Linked DNA regions of Zea mays: all the other regions are linked to region 1. The links are chromatin contacts, called in public Hi-C maps. All regions are on one chromosome and are shown on one strand. Each heading gives the region's core, a stretch centred on a gene start, on an enhancer-like site or on the middle of the called end of the contact. The rest is flanking DNA. Distances are from core to core; before and after follow the strand shown.

Region 1 (3,691 bases), core at 415-2,914:
CCACACACAAGCACAACAACGACGTCGTTGTTCATGCTTGGCATGATCTGGTTGTTATTAAGGGAATCCAAGCGTATCTCGTCGGTTTATTAATCTGCTCTGGTCATTGGTTAATCTTGTCCTGAAACCAGGTAATGTTGAAGGCGACCAGATATTGACCAGGTTGCATAGCCCAGCCGATCCTCCTTGTGGAATGATTTTTTAAGGCTATTTATATATTATTAATTTTTTGTCGTTGAAAATCATAAAAATAAAATTAAATCCATCAAATAACGTAGTGTCGACCGAAAATTACAAGTAAGTTACCAATACTAATAAATAGTCTATACAAAGATAATCTTAAGTTCCAGTAGAGATAACCTTAACCTCCCACATAAAAATAATAAAATATATTAATTTATATAAAATTGGACATAATTTTAATTATTTTGGCCTAAATATATGTTTAAACAAAAAATGATGTACTACAAAGTTTTAGATCTCTTCGAGCTCTACAATTTTCATATAAACTTTATCTTCATCCGATTTCATATGTAAAAGTTATGATTTTATAAATATATTATTATGCATAAAAAGAAAAAACAGGTACCCGTATCCGACCCGAACATCCGGGTATTTACCGGATAGTGCCCGTTCCGTATCCGACGCGAATCCGAAGCTACAGTATCCGGGTATTACCCGTATACGTCCGGATATAAAAATACCCGAATTCGTATCGAAAAACGGGTATTTGCACTATCCGTATTCGGTACCCAACGGGTATACCCGACCCGTTTTCACCTACATCGCTGTTTCAAAAAATATAAAATGACATGTTTTAAAACTCTATTGTATTAGGTTATTTTTTGTGAATGTTTTTATTTTTTAAATGGCCAAATAATAGATTCTGGATCCAATTTTTTGCATACTTTCTTAAAGCTGCTCTCAGTAGTTAATTACATTCATCTACGGACTACGGGACGGCCACAACTTATAGCAATGTATGACTGTGGAAGAAACGGTCAAACACTGCCGGCTATGCGACCGACGGAGCACTGGAGCAGAGAGGATCATCACCTGGCGGCTGGCATTGCAGCGATAGAGAAAAAAAAACATAACTCTACTTTATTATCATACCGCCATCAATTTGGCTAGTATTTCACAATTTTAACCGTCCTAGAGTCTAAAATGCTACAGAAGTTTAGGGGATGTTTGGGAACAAAGTTTTTCTGCAGTATTAAAGCAATACTGTAGTATTGAGCAATACTATGATATTATATACTTTGAGGTGTTTGGTAACTTATCTAAAATCTCTGTATACAAAACTGTAGTATTGTAAATACTACACTTGTTTTGCAGTTTTGGAAACTTTAGTCTCAGCCAAAGTTTTTATATGTAAAGAGAGCATCAGCTGGGTCCCGCTCTGGCTGATTGGTCTCAACCAAAGTTTTTGCCAAACACCTTGATGTATTGGATACTGTTGTATTCGAAAACTGAAGCAATATAAACTATAGTAATGTCATGACTAAAGTATACTTTAGTGTTTGAAAAACTACCGTTTGGAAAAACTGTGTTCCCAAACAGGGCCTTAGCAGTCTCGCCCCGGAATATTATAAACTATTCGCATAAAACGGCCCCACAGTCTGTGCTTCCTCTATAAAGACTAGCCTGTCCAATCTTCCGCTAGACTCTCCCAGTCCCTTCCTCTCCTGCTGCCTTTCTCTCTTCTCGGTGAAGCGTGTGTTCATTTCACTGTTTTGGTTTCATCTCCCGCTCTTTCTTTACCCCGTGCTCCGGCCAAGTGCTGGAACCAAGAAAGCCTCATGGGGCGGCCGGCCGACGGGCGGTAGAGAGGCGGAGATGGGCTGGGCGCCTAGGTGGCTGCGCGGGCTGCTCGGCGGCGGCAGGAAGGCCGCCGTGACGAAGCCGGCGAAGGAGAAGAAGCTCTGGGGATTCGGGAAGTCCTTCCGGGAAAAGGACCCCGCGCCAGCGCCGGAACGGCCTCGGACGCCTTCGGTGCAGCCCACGGCGACGCCTCGCCGGGGGTTTGCGGCGGCGCCGGATGAGGCGGACGACGAGCAGAGCAAGCGTGCTATCGCTGTGGCCGCGGCGACGGCGGCGGTGGCAGAGGCCGCCGTCGCTGCTGCCCAGGCGGCCGCCGCCGTGGTGCGGTTGACGAGCTCCGGCCGGTGCCCACCGCCGGCCGCCGCGAAGCGGGAGGAGTGGGCGGCTGTTCGGATCCAGGCCGCTTTCCGTGGCTACCTGGTTGGCATCTCACAGACTCCTCACTCTTCAGTTACTAAATCTTTTTATTGAAATCTCCAAAAAATAAAGAAATCTTTTTAAGCTACAGCTTGTCACGAAAAGCTAACTTTAAAAACGGAAGAAGTGGCCTTTTGTTGGTTCCAAAAAAAATCTCCTTTTGCATGGTATCGATAGAAATTTGTGGGTTCATGTGTAACGTACATGGAGAAGGCACGTTGGGCGTCAGGTCTGCCGTCGTCTTTACTGCCTGCACCTTCTAGGCTTCGTTTCAGGAAGCAAGGCATGGCCATGGCCGCTTTAACTCCGTTCCCTTCGCAGGAGATCGGAAGGCCTTTCTTTTTGCCGTTTTGCGACTAGTTACTGCGTTACTGTTATTGCAGGCGGCTACCGCCGTAGCCGCGTAGTAATGGCGGTGGTGGGTTGGTATGGCAAGTTGCGAGATGCCAACCTCAGCTTTGTACTGTAGATGCCCATGGCCATGGGACCATTGCTGATTAACTAACCCCCTGTGTTATTGAAGGCGAGGCGGGCGCTGAAGGCGTTGAGGGGGCTGGTGAAGCTGCAGGCGCTGGTCCGGGGCAACATTGTGCGGCGGCAGGCGGCGGAGACGCTGCGATGCATGCACGCGCTCGTCCGCGTCCAGGCGCGCGCGCGCGCGTGTCGCGCAATTCGCTCGCAGCATGTCGCGGCTCATCCGGTAAGTGAGGGTGTTTGTTTGATTTCTCGGTTGTTTGCCGCGGGTGCGTGCATCCTTATGGTTCCTGGATGGATGTGCACGGCAGGATCCGCCAACGCCGGAGAAGTACGATCAGGCGGGTGCCCCCAGGCACGCCCGTTCCGGCTCTCTGAAGGTGAGCGTCTCTCCCTCTGTTTCCAGGGTATCGCGATTGCGATGGCAGTGACGAGGGTGAGCTGATCTGTGCAGGCAAACTCTTCCAAGACGCCGGGCGGCGAGAGGCTGGGTAGGGAGAGGTCGGAATCTTGCGGGAGGAACTGGCTGGACCGCTGGGTGGAGGAGAGGTACACGGACGACGAGAAGAACGCCAAGATTCTCGAAGTGGACAACGGCAAGCCAGGGCGGCACGGTTCCAAGCGGCGCGGCGGCAACCATCACCAGTCGCCGTGCTCGACGATGACCTCCGAGCAGAACAGCCGGAGCTACGCGACCATGCCGGAGTCGCCGTCCAAGGACTCGACGACCGCGCAGCAGTCCGTGCCGAGCCCGTCGTCCGTGGGCATGGCTGCCGAGGCCCTGAGCCCGCTGCGCGTGCCAGCGGACATCGCCGAGCTCTGCGACAGCCCCCAGTTCTTCTCGGCGACGTCGCGGCCCGGGAGCTCCAGGAGGGGGGGCGCGTTCACGCCGGCGGCCAAGAGCGAGTGCTCGCGCAGCCTCTTCGGCGGCTACTCCGACTGCCCCAACTACATGGCGAACACGGAGTCGTTCCGC
Region 2 (3,691 bases), core at 556-3,055, 210 kb after region 1:
TGTATTTCATGAGCCTGTTCAACTACAGGACGGTTTTCCACCATCTTATAGTCAAATAGCTGCTCCATGATGTACAGCTCGCTACCAGCATCAGAAACACCAAACTTCTCATCTAATGCATCCCATAACTCTTTTGCAGATGTGCACGTTAGATAAGAATCAACATACTTGTTGGCAAGAGCGCCAATCACGGCGCCTCGAAACAGGTTATCGGCAACGTCGAACATTTTCTCCTCTTCAGGAGTGAACTGTTCGGGTTTCCCCTGTGCGGCGTGATAGCAGTTCATTGCGGTCAACCACAGTATCATCTTACTACGCCATCTCTTGTAAAACGTCCCATCAAAAGGTTCACTTGGTTTTAACGCAGCAGCAAAACCACTAACAGAAAAATGCCTAATATCAGATTTTTGGATTGTTAGAAAGTTAGGCATTTTTAGTTTTAATTTAATCCAGATAATCAGTGCGATATATGTGATGACATGTATGTGCATGTGTGTATAACTACTCGCATAAGCAGTAAACAACAATGAAACATGCATAAATACGAAGAACAGAGTGTACCCAGCGGAGGGACCGATGCTCAAGGCACCAGTGGCTCCATTCACACGAGACATCTCGTGTGTTTGTTCGATGTAGCCGTACGAAGTCGGTGCAGGAAGATGTACGCAGTGCAGTCCCTCGAACGGTCACCGGGAAGAAGAACAGCAGCACGCGTCAACTTGGGAAGGCGACGAACAGCAAGCTGTGGACGATCACGCGAGCAGTCGCGAAGACGCTCCCCAAAAATCTGATCGCCCGCACACCCGTGCAAGTGTATCTCTGCGGTCGGTGATTTCGGAGGCCTGCTCTCCCACTCTCTCTGTGCTCGCAGAAGATGGGACGGGAATGTGTTGTTTGCAATTCGCGTGAGATAATTCGCGTAACTGGAAGAGCCCTCCCTCTCCATTCTTATAGGCGGTCAGAAGAAGGGAGAAGAACAACGGACAGAAACGGTCGCGCATTAGAGCTGGAAACTGACGACAGTAACTGACGTCCGTTACTAGCCATAAGATAGGAAACGGACGGTTATCATGACGGTCATCACTCGACAGTAACTGACGTCCGTTACTAGCCATAAGATAGGAAACAGACGGTTATCATGACGGTCATCACTCCAGGCAAAATGCGCAACCGTTTGAAAGGAATATTCGGACCAAGGTCCGATCTACCACGAGCCACGAGCCACGGCCACGGCCCGGCCCGGCCGGCGGCGGCGGACCAAGGTCCGATCTACCACGGCCACGGCCACGGCCCGGCCCGGCCGGCGGCGGCGCGCGCGCGCGTGTGGCAGTCCTTCATCCTTTTCTCAACTTCTCAATAGATGCACCAATGGTCCACCTATTTAAGTTGATTGATTTGTCCTTTGAACTTCCAATATGGTACTAAATAATTAGTACACCATAGCATTAAAGTGGGCCATTAGCATTGACTATTATTGAGTATTAATTTGGGCCAAGCCCACATTAATCCAACATCTAAGGAGCAGTAGAAATTAGAATTATCAGTATCCCAGTTTAGGGCTTATTCGGTTATCTCTTAATCTATATAGTTTATGTGGGATTGGGTAGATTTAAATCTCAGATAAGTCAAATTTCTTCACAATTTTTTCTAATCTCGCTCACTCCATAGGTAACGGGTGTAAACAGTACGTACAAAAAAAACAGTGTTTTATATGGTGATATATATGATCTAATGAGCACGTCTAAGGAGCAGTAGAAATTAGAATTATCAGTATCCAACTCTCAATTCATATAGATTATGTGGTTTGTGTGAGTTTAAATCCCAAACAAATCAATTTTTTTCATAATTTTTTCTAATCTCGTCCACTTCATAAAGGGATTAACCGAACAATTTGTTACAGTTACCGCTATCTGGAACACAAATTCGATTCATGCCCCGAGGCCCCCGACATTCCGCGAAAAGCACCGATATGCAACACGGCAACACGCAAAGGGGGGAAAAAACTCGGAAATCAAACCCCTGATCCGATCGAGCCCGCACACTCCCACCGTTTCCCACTCCCATGGGGCTCCTCAGCTCCCTGCCGCCCCATCGCCGGGGCGCCTTCTCGGGTGGCGGATGGCAGTGGTCGTTCCTCGACGTCGTATGGGGGGTCTTCCTCATCGCCGTGGTCGTCTTCCTCGCGCTCGTCTTCACTCCGCGGCGCGGGGACCCCATCCTAACCACCCCCTCTGTCGCCCGCGCCGGCGGCACGGTGCCGCCGTGCGCTGCCTCTGAGGTGGACCTCCTCCCCTGCGAGGACCCGCGCCGCAGCTCCCGCCTCAGCCGCGAGATGAACTACTACCGGGAGCGCCACTGCCCAACTCGTGGCGAGGCGCTCGCGTGCCTTGTGCCGCCGCCCCGAGGTTACCGCATTCCTGTGCCCTGGCCCGAGAGCCTCCACAAGGTGCATGTTGTCGGCATTGGCCTTTGACACTCAGAACTTATCGCTTGTTAATTACGTCACTCTTTGGAGGGTCGGATGCTAGCATAGAACATGGTTGTTCCAGCGCATCTAACGCTGGATATCGACTGGGTTCGAGTTATGTGCACTGTAGGGCCTTATTCGTTCAGCGAAGCTTAGACTGGCTTGGTTTTGTAACTGTAGCTTCGTGCTAGTGTATGCTTGACTTCTGCATCTAGCTGCAAGTGGTCATCTCAGAAATAGACTTCCTGGTATGCAATTATGAGTTGTGGGTTCTGGATTGTTTGTTTATTTTTGAGGGTAGGGCGTAGCCGGTGAAATGCGTGCTCTCAGTAGTGGTGACAGTTTTGTAGGAAAGTAAGTGATCGGACATTTGGTGTTAGTGTACCTGATAGTCTAGCTATCAGGACGTTTTGCATTGCGTTGGTAACATGACCCTAAACAGGGGGCACATAATCACTTAGGTACTTTTGATTCCGTCTATAAATGGGTATTTCTGTTTCATGTGTTTATCCTAGTACACAGATTAAATTTTCATCTGTTCGATTGATATTTATTGTTCATGGTTATTGCTCTCCTTTCAGATCTGGCATGACAACATGCCTTATGGTAAGATTGCTGAAAGAAAAGGTCATCAAGGGTGGATGAAGCATGAAGGTTCGTACTTCATTTTTCCTGGCGGTGGGACTATGTTCCCTGATGGAGCTGAACAATATATTGAAAAGCTTAGCCAGTATGTTCCAATGAAAACTGGTGTCATCAGGACTGGTCTTGATATGGGATGCGGGGTAATATGTTAATCTGAACTTGGGAAGACTTCTGGTTTTACTTTTAGGAGTTTTGGTCATAATGATCTTTTCCTCTCTGAAGGTTGCTAGCTTTGGTGGATTTTTGCTTAAGGAGAATATCATGACACTTTCATTTGCACCAAGAGATTCACATAAGTCTCAAATACAATTTGCTTTGGAGAGAGGAGTTCCAGCATTTCTTTTGATGTTGGGCACTCGCCGTCTTCCTTTTCCAGCACAGTCCTTTGATTTTGTCCATTGTTCCCGGTGTTTGATACCTTTTACTGCCTATAGTAAGTAATTTCCTTCTTCTGCAAACCATAAACTGCTTGGACATATACACACTTTTCTACCAGCCTCTGATTTGTACACACTGGCAGATGGATCTTACTTTATTGAAGCTGACCGTCTGCTAAGGCATGGGGGCTATCTAATCATA
Region 3 (3,691 bases), core at 849-3,348, 190 kb before region 1:
GTGGCCTGACACCTTTATCCTGACACGCGCCCCCCCCCGGCAGAGCCGAAGTGACCGCCGTCACTCCACCGCTCCTCTGACCAGTCTGACAGAAGGACAGCGCCGCCTGCGCCACTCCGACTGCGGTGCCACTCGACAGAGTGAGTCTGACAGGCAGTCAGGCCTTGCCAAAGGCGCCACGGTGAACTCCGCTCCGCCCGACCCCAGGGCTCGGACTTGGGCTAAGACCCGGAAGACGGCGAACTCCGCTCCGCCCGACCCCAGGGCTCGGACTCGGGCTAAGACCCGGAAGACGGCGAACTCCGCTCCGCCCGACCCCAGGGCTCGGACTCGGGCTAAGACCCGGAAGACGGCGAACTCCGCTCCGCCCGACCCCAGGGCTCGGACTCGGGCTAAGACCCGGAAGACGACGAACTCCGCTCCGCCCGACCCCAGGGCTCGGACTCGGGCTAAGACCCGGAAGACGGCGAACTCCGCTCCGCCCGACCCCAGGGCTCGGACTCTGGCTAAGACCCGGAAGACGACGAAACTCCGCCTCGCCCGACCCCAGGGCTCGGACTCAGCCCTGGCCTCGGCCGAACGACTTCCGCCTCGCCCGACCCCATGGCTCGGGCTCGGCTTCGGCAACAGAAGACAGACTCAACCTCGGCTTCGGAGGAGCCCCCACGTCACCCTGCCTAGGGCACAGACCCGCCACGTCAACAGGGAGCGCCATCATCACCCTACCCCAAATCGACTCGGGTCACGGAGAACAAGACCGGCATCCCATCCGGCCAGCTCCGCCGGATGGGCAATGATGGCGCTCCACCAGCTCTGTGACGACGGCGGCCCCCAGCTCTCTTACGGAAGCAGGACGACGTCAGCAGGGACTTGACCGCTCCAACAGCTGTCCCTCCGCCAGGCTCCGTCGCACCTCCGACAGCCACGACATCACGCCAGCAAGGTGCCAAGATCTCTCCGGCTGCCACATTGGCATGTACCTAGGGCACTAGCTCTCTCTCCGCTAGACACGTAGCACTCTGCTACACCCCCCATTGTACACCTGGATCCTCTCCTTACGACTATAAAAGGGAGGACCAGGGCCTTCTTAGAGAAGGTTGGCCGCGCGGGACCGAGGACGGGACAGGCGCTCTCTTGGGGCCGCTCGCTTCCCTCACCCGCGTGGACGCTTGTAACCCCCCTACTGCAAGCGCACCTGACCTGGGCGCGGGACGAACACGAAGGCCGCGGGACTTCCACCTCTCTCACGCTCGACTCCGGCCACCTCGCCTCTCCCCCCTTCGCGCTCGCCCACGCGCTCGACCCATCTGGGCTGGGGCACGCAGCACACTCACTCGTCGGCTTAGGGACCCCCCTGTCTCGAAACGCCGACAATAATGTTTTGCATTACAAAGGGTAAATGTTTAACTATAATTTAAGCAGGGACATGGCCCCGTGAGGATTTATCTACGGAAAACGAGGATGGAGAAAAATATTCACGCCAGCGTTCGTGAGGATCTTCGCGGGGAAAAAAATTCGTCGCGGGAACGAAGATGAGAAGCTATTCTTCAATAGTGAATTCCCCGTTAGGGTATTCTCAATGGTGGTTTCATGCACATTTAATAGCACATTAGATTTTTTGGTGACATATGATAGCATTTAAATGGATTGGGTTTCATGAGATGAAATTAGTTCTATTGGGACGAGACCATGTCAACTCGTTTTTAAGGTCTTAGAAACCGCGTGAAACCTCAATTGAAAGTGATTTGTTTCATATTCACATAATTTACTAATTTCTATTGCACATTGAGTTGCGATATTTAATTGAAAATAGTGACGTGAAATATTGCATTGAGCGATATTGTTTTATTCATAGTTTTATAGCACTTATGATGATGTCGTTAGCAAAAGTGTTACAAAACTTTTTATGAAGAGCCTTATCATCCGTGGCAATACGGAGGCCAGCCAACTCCACTTGCCGGAGTTTCCAGGTTAACACCGGACCACGCCAGGTGTTCGCAAGGCTCGACCGTTTGCATGAAAAAAAAAACAGAGGCTGCCTTCCTGTCTGCCTCATTCACGTAATAAAACGCACTTCTCTACCTCCTCCGTCTCCCCCCGTGTGTCAAATCGAACGCACATGCGGCGCGACTCCCTTTCACGGCCTCCCCGCGTCTCAGCCTACACGTCCGAGCCGCCAGCCGTGCGCTTTAAGTGAGCGCACCCACGAAAAGCAGCCAGGCAGCGGAGCCGGAGAGAAGAAGCAGCAGTAGCAGCAGGGCCGTCAACACCATGGCGGTGGGCGCGACCGCCACGAAGCTCCTCCCGTCGGCGGCCGCGGCCGCGCGCCGCCCATCGATGCTCCACCTCGCGGCCGTCGCCGTCCTCTGCTCGCTGTCCTACCTCCTCGGCATCTGGCACCACGGCGGCTTCTCCGCGGGGCCCGCCGCCGGCGACTCCTCCTCCTCGGTCTCTATCGCCACCGCCGTCTCCTGCGCCACCCCCGCCCCGACGACCGCCTCCTCGTCTCCCCCCGCGGGACCGCTCGACTTCGCCGCGCACCACACGGCGGAGGGGGTGGAGGCGGAGGGCGCGCTCCGCCATCGCAACTACGAAGCATGCCCCGCCAAGTACTCCGAGTACACGCCCTGCGAGGACGTGGAGCGTTCCTTGCGGTTCCCCCGCGACCGCCTCGTCTACCGGGAGCGCCACTGCCCCGCGGCCGGCGAGCGCCTCCGGTGCCTCGTCCCGGCGCCCAAGGGCTACCGCAACCCGTTCCCGTGGCCGGCCAGCCGCGACGTCGCCTGGTTCGCCAACGTGCCGCACAAGGAGCTCAGCGTCGAGAAGGCGGTGCAGAATTGGATCCGCGTCGACGGCGACAAGTTCCGCTTCCCCGGGGGCGGCACCATGTTCCCTCGCGGCGCCGGCGCCTACATCGACGACATCGGCAAGCTTATCCCCCTCCACGACGGATCCATCCGGACCGCTCTTGACACCGGCTGCGGGGTAAGCCACCTCGATCGCGACCGCACGTGAACGCACACTCCATTTGCTCGAAATGATCACGTGCACGCAAGAATGCGTTTATGAAAGCCTGCACAAATTCGAGGTCAATTTCAGTCAGAGATTGGGGAATTGAGCGAACGGACTTCTCGGGAGTCGGGAATGGCATTTTGCTAGCGTTGCGGCGGGTGTCGGAAGTTTCCAATCCCTTCTCCGCTTGTCGGGTATGAGGTTTTGTCTCTGTGAACGGGTCTGACCCAGGTAAACCTCGTGCCCGCCCCGATTAGAGAGCATCGAATAACGGTAGTCAAGCTGCAGTGAACTGTCACACGCTGTTTGCTGTGACAGGCTGAGCCGGATCACTGCTGAAGCGTATGATGAGTAGATTTGAAATCTCTGCAATAATGCTGCTGTCAACTATATCTACATGCTTGTCCTTTTCTATGCAGCAGTATCCTATGCACAGCAAATCGAACTTTTCCGAGAACGTAACGAAAATGCAATCGATGTTCCATATATTTGCAGTTGCGATATCATCGAATTCTTGATTGGACATCAGGAAGGTGTATCTGTTGTTTATGCCACTGGCGTGTGGCGTCGTTGTAACGGGTCGCCTCTATGCATTGCTATCGTGCAGGATAGCACGCCAAACAGTTGTGATTGTCGCCAACTTAACCTTGGCATTTTGGTCTGATTGTTCAATGCATAG

What was found. Hi-C and Micro-C count contacts between places; a contact is called where the count stands out from the background.
Region 2: a Hi-C map of leaf shows a contact between it and region 1, with 10 times the contacts expected there. The contact joins the promoter of LOC103646060 here to the promoter of LOC100281279 in region 1. A contact is called at or near these places in 19 of 25 Hi-C or Micro-C datasets (bundle sheath, ear, endosperm and 5 more) and 2 of 3 datasets of contacts at active chromatin or transcription factors (leaf and seedling).
Region 3: a contact with region 1 is called in a Hi-C map of leaf, with 6 times the contacts expected there. The contact joins the promoter of LOC100384329 here to the promoter of LOC100281279 in region 1. A contact is called at or near these places in 3 of 25 Hi-C or Micro-C datasets (ear, leaf and tassel).

What each region holds. Positions count from the first base shown.
Region 1 is chr2:17,542,470-17,546,160 of Zm-B73-REFERENCE-NAM-5.0, forward strand. LOC100281279 reads left to right here and starts at 1,665. Exons shown (of 4, transcript NM_001154198.3): 1 at 1,665-2,244; 2 at 2,765-2,941; 3 at 3,027-3,095; 4 at 3,170-3,691. The coding sequence starts at 1,840.
Region 2 is chr2:17,757,236-17,760,926 of Zm-B73-REFERENCE-NAM-5.0, forward strand. LOC103646060 (probable methyltransferase PMT13) reads left to right here and starts at 1,806. Exons shown (of 7, transcript XM_008670787.3): 1 at 1,806-2,446; 2 at 3,049-3,252; 3 at 3,335-3,545; 4 at 3,633-3,691. The coding sequence starts at 2,063.
Region 3 is chr2:17,354,178-17,357,868 of Zm-B73-REFERENCE-NAM-5.0, forward strand. It overlaps LOC100384329, which reads left to right and starts at 2,099. Exons shown (of 6, transcript XM_008670260.4): 1 at 2,099-2,985. The coding sequence starts at 2,272.